Linked DNA regions of Arachis hypogaea: region 1 is linked to region 2. A link is a contact called in public Hi-C data. All regions are on one chromosome and are shown on one strand. Each heading gives the region's core, a stretch centred on a gene start, on an enhancer-like site or on the middle of the called end of the contact. The rest is flanking DNA. Distances are from core to core; before and after follow the strand shown.

What was found. Hi-C and Micro-C count contacts between places; a contact is called where the count stands out from the background.
Region 1: a contact with region 2 is called in a Hi-C map of an unstated tissue, with 3 times the contacts expected there. The contact joins the promoter of LOC112764254 here to the enhancer-like site in region 2. A contact is called at or near these places in 2 of 8 Hi-C or Micro-C datasets (leaf and an unstated tissue).

Annotation. Positions count from the first base shown.
Region 1 is chr17:11,797,538-11,802,779 of arahy.Tifrunner.gnm2.J5K5, forward strand. It overlaps LOC112764254 (coronatine-insensitive protein 1), which reads left to right and starts at 3,560. Exons shown (of 3, transcript XM_025809805.3): 1 at 3,560-4,756. The coding sequence starts at 4,221.
Region 2 is chr17:11,729,698-11,735,102 of arahy.Tifrunner.gnm2.J5K5, forward strand. No RefSeq gene overlaps it. Among protein-coding and RNA genes, the nearest start is that of LOC140181098, 9.7 kb to the right of the region's middle. Within about 2 kb of position 2,799, at least 1 of the 3 cell types and tissues checked has open chromatin away from gene starts, as enhancers often do.

The DNA.
Region 1 (5,242 bases), core at 2,310-4,809, 69 kb after region 2:
ATACTGTTGTTGTTGAACTTTGTAAATGTTATTATTGTTAATGACTTATTATTGTAGTTGAATAGTGTAAATATTGGATTATGGAAAAGAGTTTATAGTAAGGTGAGGTGAGGAAGAGGAAGATTGCGAAGAAAAAAGAAATAAAGAAAAAGTGAATGTAATTTGGAGATAGGATTAATAGAGTGGGGACTAGGAAATGGTAATAGTGAGGTAGAAGAAGAGAAAAAAGGGATTAAAATTTTTAAAAAAATTGGAATTGAGATGTTTTTAAAATTAAAAATGAATAATTTTTGTAATTATGATCATTATTAACTGACACATCATTCCTAAATCGTAACTCGAGTTAACTCAATTGATGGCTGATTACTTTTTTTTAATTTTAAAATCTTTTAGGAATTATTTTGTTAATAATAAAGATTAGGTATTATTTTATCAGCGCCAAAATCTTTCCGATATTGATTTAGTATTTACCTATATATATATATATATTTAAAATAAGATAAATATATTAATGGTTGTTGGGCCTAATTACTATTTGGCACATGTGCCAATCAAAATATTTGTTTCTCTTTCTGTTTTTCTGCCCAAAGATAACCTCTTTTAGTAATTTTCTCAAGAGGATGAACCAGGTACCCTTTTCAACATATGGTGGATAAATCTAATCATCTTGCCACCACTGAGTGTAATCATTTTGTTCAATTTCAGTTTGTTTCAGTTCGGTATCTTTTATCAGAGCCTTGAAATCCTCAATTATTCCTCTTTAAAATATCCTCTTCCCTTCCAACGATCCTTTTCATGGTAGCTATATATAGTATCTTCTAGTTTATGAAAATGATTTCTAAAACTAATTCTTATTTGAAAGGATAGTTTTAAATGTATATGCAAGTGGATTCGGAAAAATTTATTGAAAATACGTTTGTATTTTTAAAGATATAAATAAATTATGTATTTGTATTTTTAGTTTTAGTTTTTAAAAATTAAAAGTGTTTATGAAATATTTTTAAAATTTATTAGTTTTTTAAAATTAAAATATTTTTAGAAGTATTATTTTAAAAGTATCTATGAGATCTTTCTAAATTAAGTTTGTATTCTTACACTTTTATTACATTTATATTTAGTAAATTTATTTTAAATTTTAAAAGTAATGTTATTAAATATAATTGTTGCAACTTATGCTTATTAAAACTTATTTTTATTTTATTTATCAAATTGTTATAATTTTGAAAATTATCTTTGAAAAACTACTTAAGAAAGATGAACAACTTATTCATCCTTATTATAATAATAATAATTTTTTTTATATATATTTGTCGGTGTAAAAATAAATTATAAGCGTCTGATGCATATTCATGCATCACACTCAAAATTATGTAAATTAATCTAGTTAATTAGCTGATAATAATTAATTTAAATTATTTTATAATATTAATGCATGTATCAAAATTAATTTTATATTTTAGCAATTAGTTTTTTTAAGAATCAAAATTAAAGTTACATTCCACTCATAAAATGTCAAAAGTTGTTTATTTTAATCCAATTTTGTAATTTTACCCAGCACTGCTTACAGTGTATCAAACCAAAATATTAAAAAAAAGAGGGAAAAATGCTGTAATAAACAAGTTGCTGAACGTATTTGGGTGGGTTCCTTTTTTAATTCTTTTTAACATAATTTTATTTTTAAAAATTAAAAAAATAAAAAAGTTTTATATTTAGATATTTCATATAAAAATATTTTTTTATCTATCAACTATGTTTGGATACAACAATATAAAAATATTTATTTATTTATTTATTATTTAAAAATATCTGTCTTTAATTTTAAAATATTGTTTTTTTGAAAAATATAAGAATTGTAGCCTTTTTAAAAATATATATTTTTAAATTTTTTAGTATTTTTATTTACATTAAAATTTATAAATTATTATTTTTTATTAATTTTTTTAACATTTAATAGCATCTAAAGATACGCCCTATTGTGGTTAGTATTAACTTGGGATTTGAGGATTAGGAGATTTGAGAATGAATTAGATTCCAAAAAGGGTGGACTTATTAGATGGAGAGAGGAAATGGAGAGACATATAAATATTAGGTGGATACTACAATGAAGATGGCATAATTGTCTTCATATGAGTATATTTCTTTTTGACCTTTGGATGATGGATTGTATGGTTAGATTTTGATATTTATAAAAGTGTTGTTTTTGTTTAAAGTGTGGCTAAATAAATAAACCACACTTTTAACCAAAGCATCTTCATGAGAAGATATTTTTGCCATCTTCATTGTAGTATCCACCTAAATATTATCCTAAGTATGGAGTCCAATTGTAAAAATTAGGAATATTATATACAGGGATGAAGTTGTTTTTATTTTATATATAAATACGACGAGAATATGACCGCAAATAGCAAGCTAAGGCTTGAATTTGGAAAGCCCGCAATTATTGATTAGAATGGAATTGGGGTTTTGTAGTGGTTAATTTTCCTTCCATGATAAATGTTTAGGTGTTTAATGATTCAAAAGCATTAAAAAAAGATTGTACTATGATGAGATTTGAAAGAAAATAATGTTTAAACATTAAAATATCTTAAAGAAAAAAGTAATATATATATATTCGTGGAGCAATCTAATCCTTGAAAATTAGAAAGGAAAATTTAGTTCTGGTGTAATATTTAAAAGAGTTTTATATTAATATATAATTAGTCACCAAAAAAAAATATTAATATATAATTATTTGTTGTGTTTACATATAAATAAGATTTTTTTTTCCTTTGGAAAAATAGATATTCATGAATTATTGTCTTTTATGATTATAGCACATATATAAAACTAGAGAAAATATAAGGAGTCAATGAAATATTTGTACAATATGTATAATGGAGGTTTAGAGATGTCCGATTCAATATTAGAGATATAATCATTAGTGTTATCTTTTTTCATCGGCTAAAATTTTTGGAATAAGTGATATCATGATATGGTATCAGAACTAACCCCAAAATCAACTTAAACTTTTAGGATGAATGGTTTCATAACATAAAATATTTATTATCCCTAGTATCTTGTACAAATATTCTATTGGCTCCTTAGAAGGACTCATAAAATTATTAAAATTATTATGTAGATATAGATCAAACTATAACGAAAAATACGTTGTCTTGATATAAATGTTACTTTTAGTATATATTAAAAAATGTATTTAAATATTTGTAATGGTCAAACTACATTAGTGTTATAAAATATTTATTCGTCTAAATTTGTCAATTATTTTATAATACTAAAAAGATTTCAAAAAAACTCTGAAATAGTACTAATTGGACAAAAAAATCATATTAAATAAAATAATTCAAAAAAAAAAAAGAGATAATAAATTTAATAATACACCATTAAAAATATTTCTTTATATTAACAATAAATAAGAATTAAACTAAAATAACATCATCTTAATAGTAATAATAATAATAGAAGAAGAATGTAGCTTAGCACACACATGATGATTCACCATAGCGGAGAAAACTAACTAATTACAAGTCTTCTAGATGATTACATAGAGTGTTACTTTTACAGAGGGAGTTAAGTGTTGTTGCTAGAAGTTAGAAGCTGGGAGTTGGGATATTTGTCGTTATTGTGTTTACGCAGTACTCCAAATTTTCCTTGGGCTTTTATCTCTCACCTCACTCCGTTAAATCCTTCGATATCCCAAATTTGTTACCTAATAAATGTACTGTACCACTCACTTCACTAATCCCTTCCTTCTTTTCCTTCACAACCTCCGATCTAATCCCCTCTCCATTGTCAGACAACACTTCCCAACTCTCAATCTCCACCGTCCCTTCTCCAATCTCTTCTTCTTCTCCGATTCCCCACCTCGTCCCCTTTCCTCTTCTTCAACCCTAAAAACTCACCCTTTCATTATCTCTCCTCCTCCTTCCACGTCCTAAACCCATTTTTGCGGCGCTCCATTCCCACGCTTCCACGCTTCACCACGTGTCAACTTCACCTTCTCAAGAGGTTTAAGTTTCAACTGTTTCAACCTCCCCCGTAGCTCAATAACACAACCAAAGCATTAAATTTAAAAAAAAAAAAACAGAATAGAAAAATCGTGTGAATCCCCTGAGCTTTTTGTTTTTTGTTTTTTTTTTTTTAATTTCTTTCCACCCGACACCGATCTGCATCCAATAAGTCGAGATCTTCCAACACGTTAGAAAATTGGCCGTCCACGCTTGATGGCGTCGATGGAGGAAGACGGCGGCGGCGGCGGCGGCGGCGGCGGAGGGAGCAACAAGAAGAGGATGGAGGCGATGATAAGTACGAGGCTGTCGGACGTGGTGTTGGACATAGTGATGCCGTACATCCACGACCCGAAGGACCGCGACGCCGTGTCGCAGGTGTGCCGGCGGTGGTACGAGCTGGACTCACTGACTCGGAAGCACGTGACCATCGCGCTCTGCTACACCACGTCACCGGACAGGCTCCGCCGCCGCTTCCCCCACTTGGAGTCCCTGAAGCTCAAAGGAAAGCCACGCGCCGCCATGTTCAACCTCATACCTGAGGATTGGGGCGGTTTCGTTACTCCTTGGGTTAAAGAGATCTCTCACTACTTCGATTGCCTTAAGAGCCTTCACTTTCGACGAATGATCGTTAGGGATATGGATCTTGAGCTTCTTGCTCGTTCCAGAGGCCATGTTCTTCAAGCTCTTAAGCTTGATAAGTGTTCTGGCTTCTCCACTGATGGACTCTACTATATTGCCAGATTTTGCAGGTAATAACTAACTAACTATCTAATTAATCCTTTTCTTTAATTTAATTTTGTTCTTAATAATGAAAATTATGGTAACTACCACTTGCGGTTTGTGGACTGGTTTTGAGGATTTGAGCTTCATTTAATGTTTACTGTTAATGAATGCAGTTTTTTAATCTCTAACTTTCTATTAAGGAGTGTCTGGATTAAGGAACTAAACAAGGAAAAAGTAGTACTAATTTTATTTTATATTATAATAATTGCATGAATGTAATAGTTTAAAAGGAAATAACTTTTTGTTTGATTCTTCTTCTAATTGGAAACTGTTAATGTTATGTTGCACTTGGAATTAGTATTGTTTTATTTTTATTGTCCTATTCTTTGTAATAGTGCCCCACTTCACTACATTACATTTTCCATTTCTGATGAATATGGTTTAGATAATGATTATGTACGGGCTCATCTTGTGGTAGACATACATTGCCTTTGAAATTCGGTTCTAGTCTT
Region 2 (5,405 bases), core at 1,549-4,048:
AGAAGAAACAAGAAGAATAACGAGGAGGAGAAAAAGAAGTGGGAGGAGGAGGAACCCGAAAAAATGCGAAAAAGAGAAAGACGACGACGACAACAATAACGTACTCGCGCGTATAATAACACTCTTTTAATGAGAGTAGTTTTTGTTATTGTTAAGTTTACTTAATTAAATTTAAATGATAATAATACTTTAATGTATAACATATCTGAAATATATAATTATATACAGTAAAATAAATATTCTTAATTATGTCTATTTTTACAAAAAATCACTCGATTTTTTTACGAAAAGTAAATGATAAAATTACCTCTAACCACACTTTTTATGATATAGCCAAGGGCATATTTTTTTTTTGGTAAAAAAGTGGAACTTTCTTGTTTTTCAAAATTATTTTCTATATAGTTCATAGTATGGAAATGGTCTCGTTATTCAAACTTATTTTTTATTTAATATATCTCATATATTAATAAATATTTAAATTTATCTTTATTTTTATGTCTAATATAATTTTTAAAAAATTTTAAAAGTTACTTTATTAAATATAATTGTTAGTTTTTGTATTTATTAAAAATATATTTTTAATTTAATTTACCAAATATAAATATTATAACTTTTAAAAAATAAAATTAAAGTTTTAAGAAACCATCCATAAATATATGGTTTCAAATTAAATCAGCTGACCCTGATTATAGAACTTTTTTTTTTAATATTGGATTTGTATTGGTGTAATCCATCAAAATGTCTAAAAAATTGTATTTAACATGATTGTGGGAATGTACAAAATGTCACCGCCGTTTTCAATTTTTTTAATTAAAAAAATAAAAAATATCAAAACGTCAATGATGTTTTTCTATTTTTAATTTTAAAAAAATTACCCATGCAAAAGGTTCTGCCATTTTGTGAAAAATATATATTTTTTTATTTTTTAAATGAATGCCGTTTTGTATTTAACAAATTTAAAAATAATTTTTACATACAAAATGTAGGTGATGTTTTGTGTCTTCTAAAAGGTAAAAAATTATCCCATATAAGAGTAAAACTCACATACATTAAAATATTGGAGCACATCACACAATTTGTTCCAATATAAAAAAAAATCAACCTACATTATATGCATGGGAGCTGTTCGAAATTGCCTCAACCATTTCTTGAGAAGAAATTGTTTAATCACCCTGCTTAATTCATCAGCATTTTACATTACCATAATCAAGCTATGATTGAATATTTTAATGTATGTTCTTTTTTAATTAATCTCCAACACCGTTTCCTTATTATTATTGCTAAGCTGAAAAAATTGGAGCAAAAATTTGCCTTTATTTGGTTTAGGTTTGACTGTTTGAGTGTTCTTGCTGGCAAGAAATCTATCCCGTTATCATGAGCATCTGTATTTCAAATACATATCCAATATTTTCATGTCCCTTTATTCTCTTAATTAATAAAGTTTTTTTTTTCTCTATTTTACTGCATTGTTATGTTAAAGTTTAATTGGACAAATAAGAAAGGATAAAAACAGAACATTTTACATATTTTTTTAAGATAAAGACTCACATGTATGTATCTTTATATTAAGTTGATAGTTAAAAATTGGGTTAACCACCAAAAACGCTCCTGAATTATTTAAACGCTGACAGAAATGCACCTGAATTTTACTATCGACAAAAATACCTTTAAATAATTTAAAAACATAACAACAATACCCAACGGTAAATATATATTTTCAAAAAATATTTTAGAGATTGAATTTTGATGTGATTTTTTACAAGAATAATTAAAAAAATGAGATATTATTATTCTTAAAATTTGATAATTTTTTCTAAGTATATATTTTTTTGTGATTTTTTAAAAGTATTATTAGTTGTTAACAAAAAAATTACAAAAAAAATATATACACAACAAAAAATCACCAAATTTTAAGGATACTAATATCTCATTTTCTCAATCATGCTTGCAAAAAATTGTATCAAAATTCAATCTCTAATATATTTTTTGAGAAATACATATTTAATGTTAGATAATCTTGCAAAAAAACTAACATTAAATATGTATTTCTCAAAATATACATTAGAGATTGAATTTTGATGCAATTTTTTACAAGTATAATTAAAAAAATGAGATATTATTATTCTTAAAATTTGGTGATTTTTTATTAAGTATATATTATTTTGTAATTTTTAAAAATATTATTGATTGTTAACAAAAATAATTATAAAAAAATTATATACTTAACAAAAAATCACTAATTTTTATGTATAATAATATATTATTTTTATAATTATGCTTGCAAAAAATGGCATCAAAATTCAATCTCTAAGGTATTTTTTGAAAATATATATTTACTATTGGGTATTGTTGTTGTATTTTTAAATTATTTAAAGAGATTTTTATCGATAGTAAAATTTAAATGTATTTTTGTCAGCATTTAAATAATTTGGGGACGTTTTTGGTGGTTAACCCTTAAAAATTATTAGATAATAATTTAATTAAATTTATCAAATTATCTAAAAATTTTTAAATATCAACTTCACATAAAAACAACTATATAAACAACTGTATCCGAATTTCGGCCATTCTCCAAAATATATGCCAACCAACATAGAAAAGAACCAAATCCTACGCAACAGAAATAGAAACAAATCAATAAAGTTGAGCTCTCATGAACTGTCAAATAGCAAGTTGTAATTATTTAATGCAATAAAGGACTTTGGACTAATGATGATGATTAATTACTATTATTTTATCCCCTTGGAGGATCTTACTTATACAAACCCTTAGGTTCTCTTGTGGACTCTCTGGAGCAATGAAACGTTACTTTAGTCTAGAATCAAGCAATAATAACTTTTTGTACATAAAAGTTGAACTTCACTAATGTCCAAAGATTGTGATTATAAAATTTAGCATAATTGGCACAACTTTAAGAAAATATTATTAAACCAAAATTAGAAAGAAAAAAAAAGGGATTATGCGAGCTGCTTAAAGAGATTGATGCCTCTTGTAAAAGATATATATTATAAGAAAAATTTTAAGTATACCGAGAATACCGATGTTCTAATTATTTTAATCGTTGATTTTAATTAATATATATTATATATATTTTTTATAATTCAAATCAACTATTAAAACAACTGAAACGCTGGTGTTTCCGGTACACTTGAAATTTTTCCTATATTATATTTCCCATAATTGATGATTTTCAAACTCCCAATTGATTATATGATCTGGTTTGATGGATTGCTGATGATGTATAATTTTGGGAAGTCAAATTTAGAGCAGGTGATCACCTCATGATATTGTTTGAATTGATAGGAATGAGACACAAGGAAAAAAAAAAGGTTTATGATTAGGTGCAAAATTGGTAAGTTGTAATATTCTAGAGCATGGTTTTTATGGTTCATGTTATCTTTGGTAAGGACGGCATGATATTGATCTTAATCAAAGTTAAAGACAGCATGCGTACTTTTCAATTAATCATATCATCTTCTAGAAAGAGATTATTTATCTATTTGATATTTCTACATTTTTTTTTACCGTATATATCTTTTAATTTGACAGATTAAATACTAATGGATTACGAATCAAATTTTAATTAAAGGTTTGTTATCATTAGTTAATGAATTATTCCATAAAGACAGAATTTAAATTTCTGATACCTATTTAAATAGACGAATAAACTAACTATTCGATCAACTCAAATTGATTATATACTCGTGTATATAAAACAAAAAAATTAGATGAATTTGATTCCAATTATTACTAATAAGTAAAGCACCATTTTATCTAAATAGAAATCTGATGATAATTCTCAAAGATTTATTGTTTGATAAAATATATTTAAATAATTCTTAAAAATAATTTAAAATTTGACTAAATAAATAAATTTTTTGGAGACTAGAATAATGGTTTAAGCTTATCAAAGTCAGGTCATATATAACATGCATTCTTTGCATGCGGTTATTTATGTTTTTTGGGATACCCCATTGCTTATAAATATTAAAAAATATTATTTACATCTTAAAAATCACATCAAAAATTCAAAAGTTTTTTGTATGTATTATTTAATTTATTTTTATATTTTAATATATATTTTATATAATAGCTAATTTAGTAGTTATTTTTTATGTATAAAGCATATAATTTTCTTTTTAAACTACTACAAATTGTATATTCATCAGGTCCATAAAAAGACAGTTAGTCCATTTAAAAAGTTTATATGATTAATTTTCGTTTGATTAATTACGAGAGCAAAAAAGCTTTGTAAACTCTTGAAGATCTTGTGAAATGTCAAGGTTGTTTAACACGTAACCTACTATCGGTTGGTCATATATATATATACACAAGAATTAGATACTACTTTACAAGTTGGAATAAGGTGAAAACAGGCAAACCGAAGACTTGAAAGCCACCAGTTAAATTATTATTTATTAAGTCGTATTTTTAATTTAGCATTTGATACTTTTCTGAGTCCGCCGAACATCAATCAACTGAAAAAGACAAAAGATCACCGGAAAAAAAAGATCAAATCAACCGAAGCACAAAGAAGGTCAAAATAAATGTGGCGTTTCAAGGAGGAGCCCTGTTAGAAACTAATCCAGAGGTAGATCAGATGGATGGCATTGAGGAGTAGGGGCCTGATTCTGCTCAATCTGGGAATAGCAATCGACTCAAGCAATGATCAGAATGGTGGCGATCAAGAGTGTGTAAAACAATCTTTACATCTCCAAAAATCCTACAGAGATATGGTGATTAGCAATGGTTTTGATAAATTAAATCCGGAAGAGATAGTTGAGATGGTGACTAAGGGATACCTCTCTGAAGAAGAATTTATAGATGATATGTTTGACCAACAAGTTTTTTTCAATCCTAGACCAAAAATTGAGGTGTCTGGAGGAGTACGAGAAATGGTGTAGGTCATAGAAATTATCTTTGATTGTGAAATTTTTTGGCAAAAATTTGAATCTTCAAATTTTGGATAGAGGGTACAATGAAGATGGACCAAAAAAAGCTCTATTCAAACGATGGATTTAGAAGAAGAGTTTTTTCTAGTCAGATTTAACAGTCAAGATGACTATAAATATGTCCTTTTTGAAAGACTCTGGATGATTGCAGATCATTACTTACTCGTTTAAAGATGGCGTTCTCTCTTCATTTTCCAAGAATTGGAAGTGCAGAAGGTTGGGTGTGGGTCAGAATCCCTAATTTACCAGCTGAATTATATAATAAATATTTCCTTTGAAAGGTGCGAAAGATTTTGGGGACCATGCTTAGAGTGGATGAGCTAACATCCATCCATTCTAAAGACAAATTCTATCTATGACAAGTCCAGATTTTAATCCAACTTGAACTTGACTAGGATTCATTCTAACTTTCAATAGCAAAGTGCTAACCCAACTTGTAAAAAAATTCTCTCA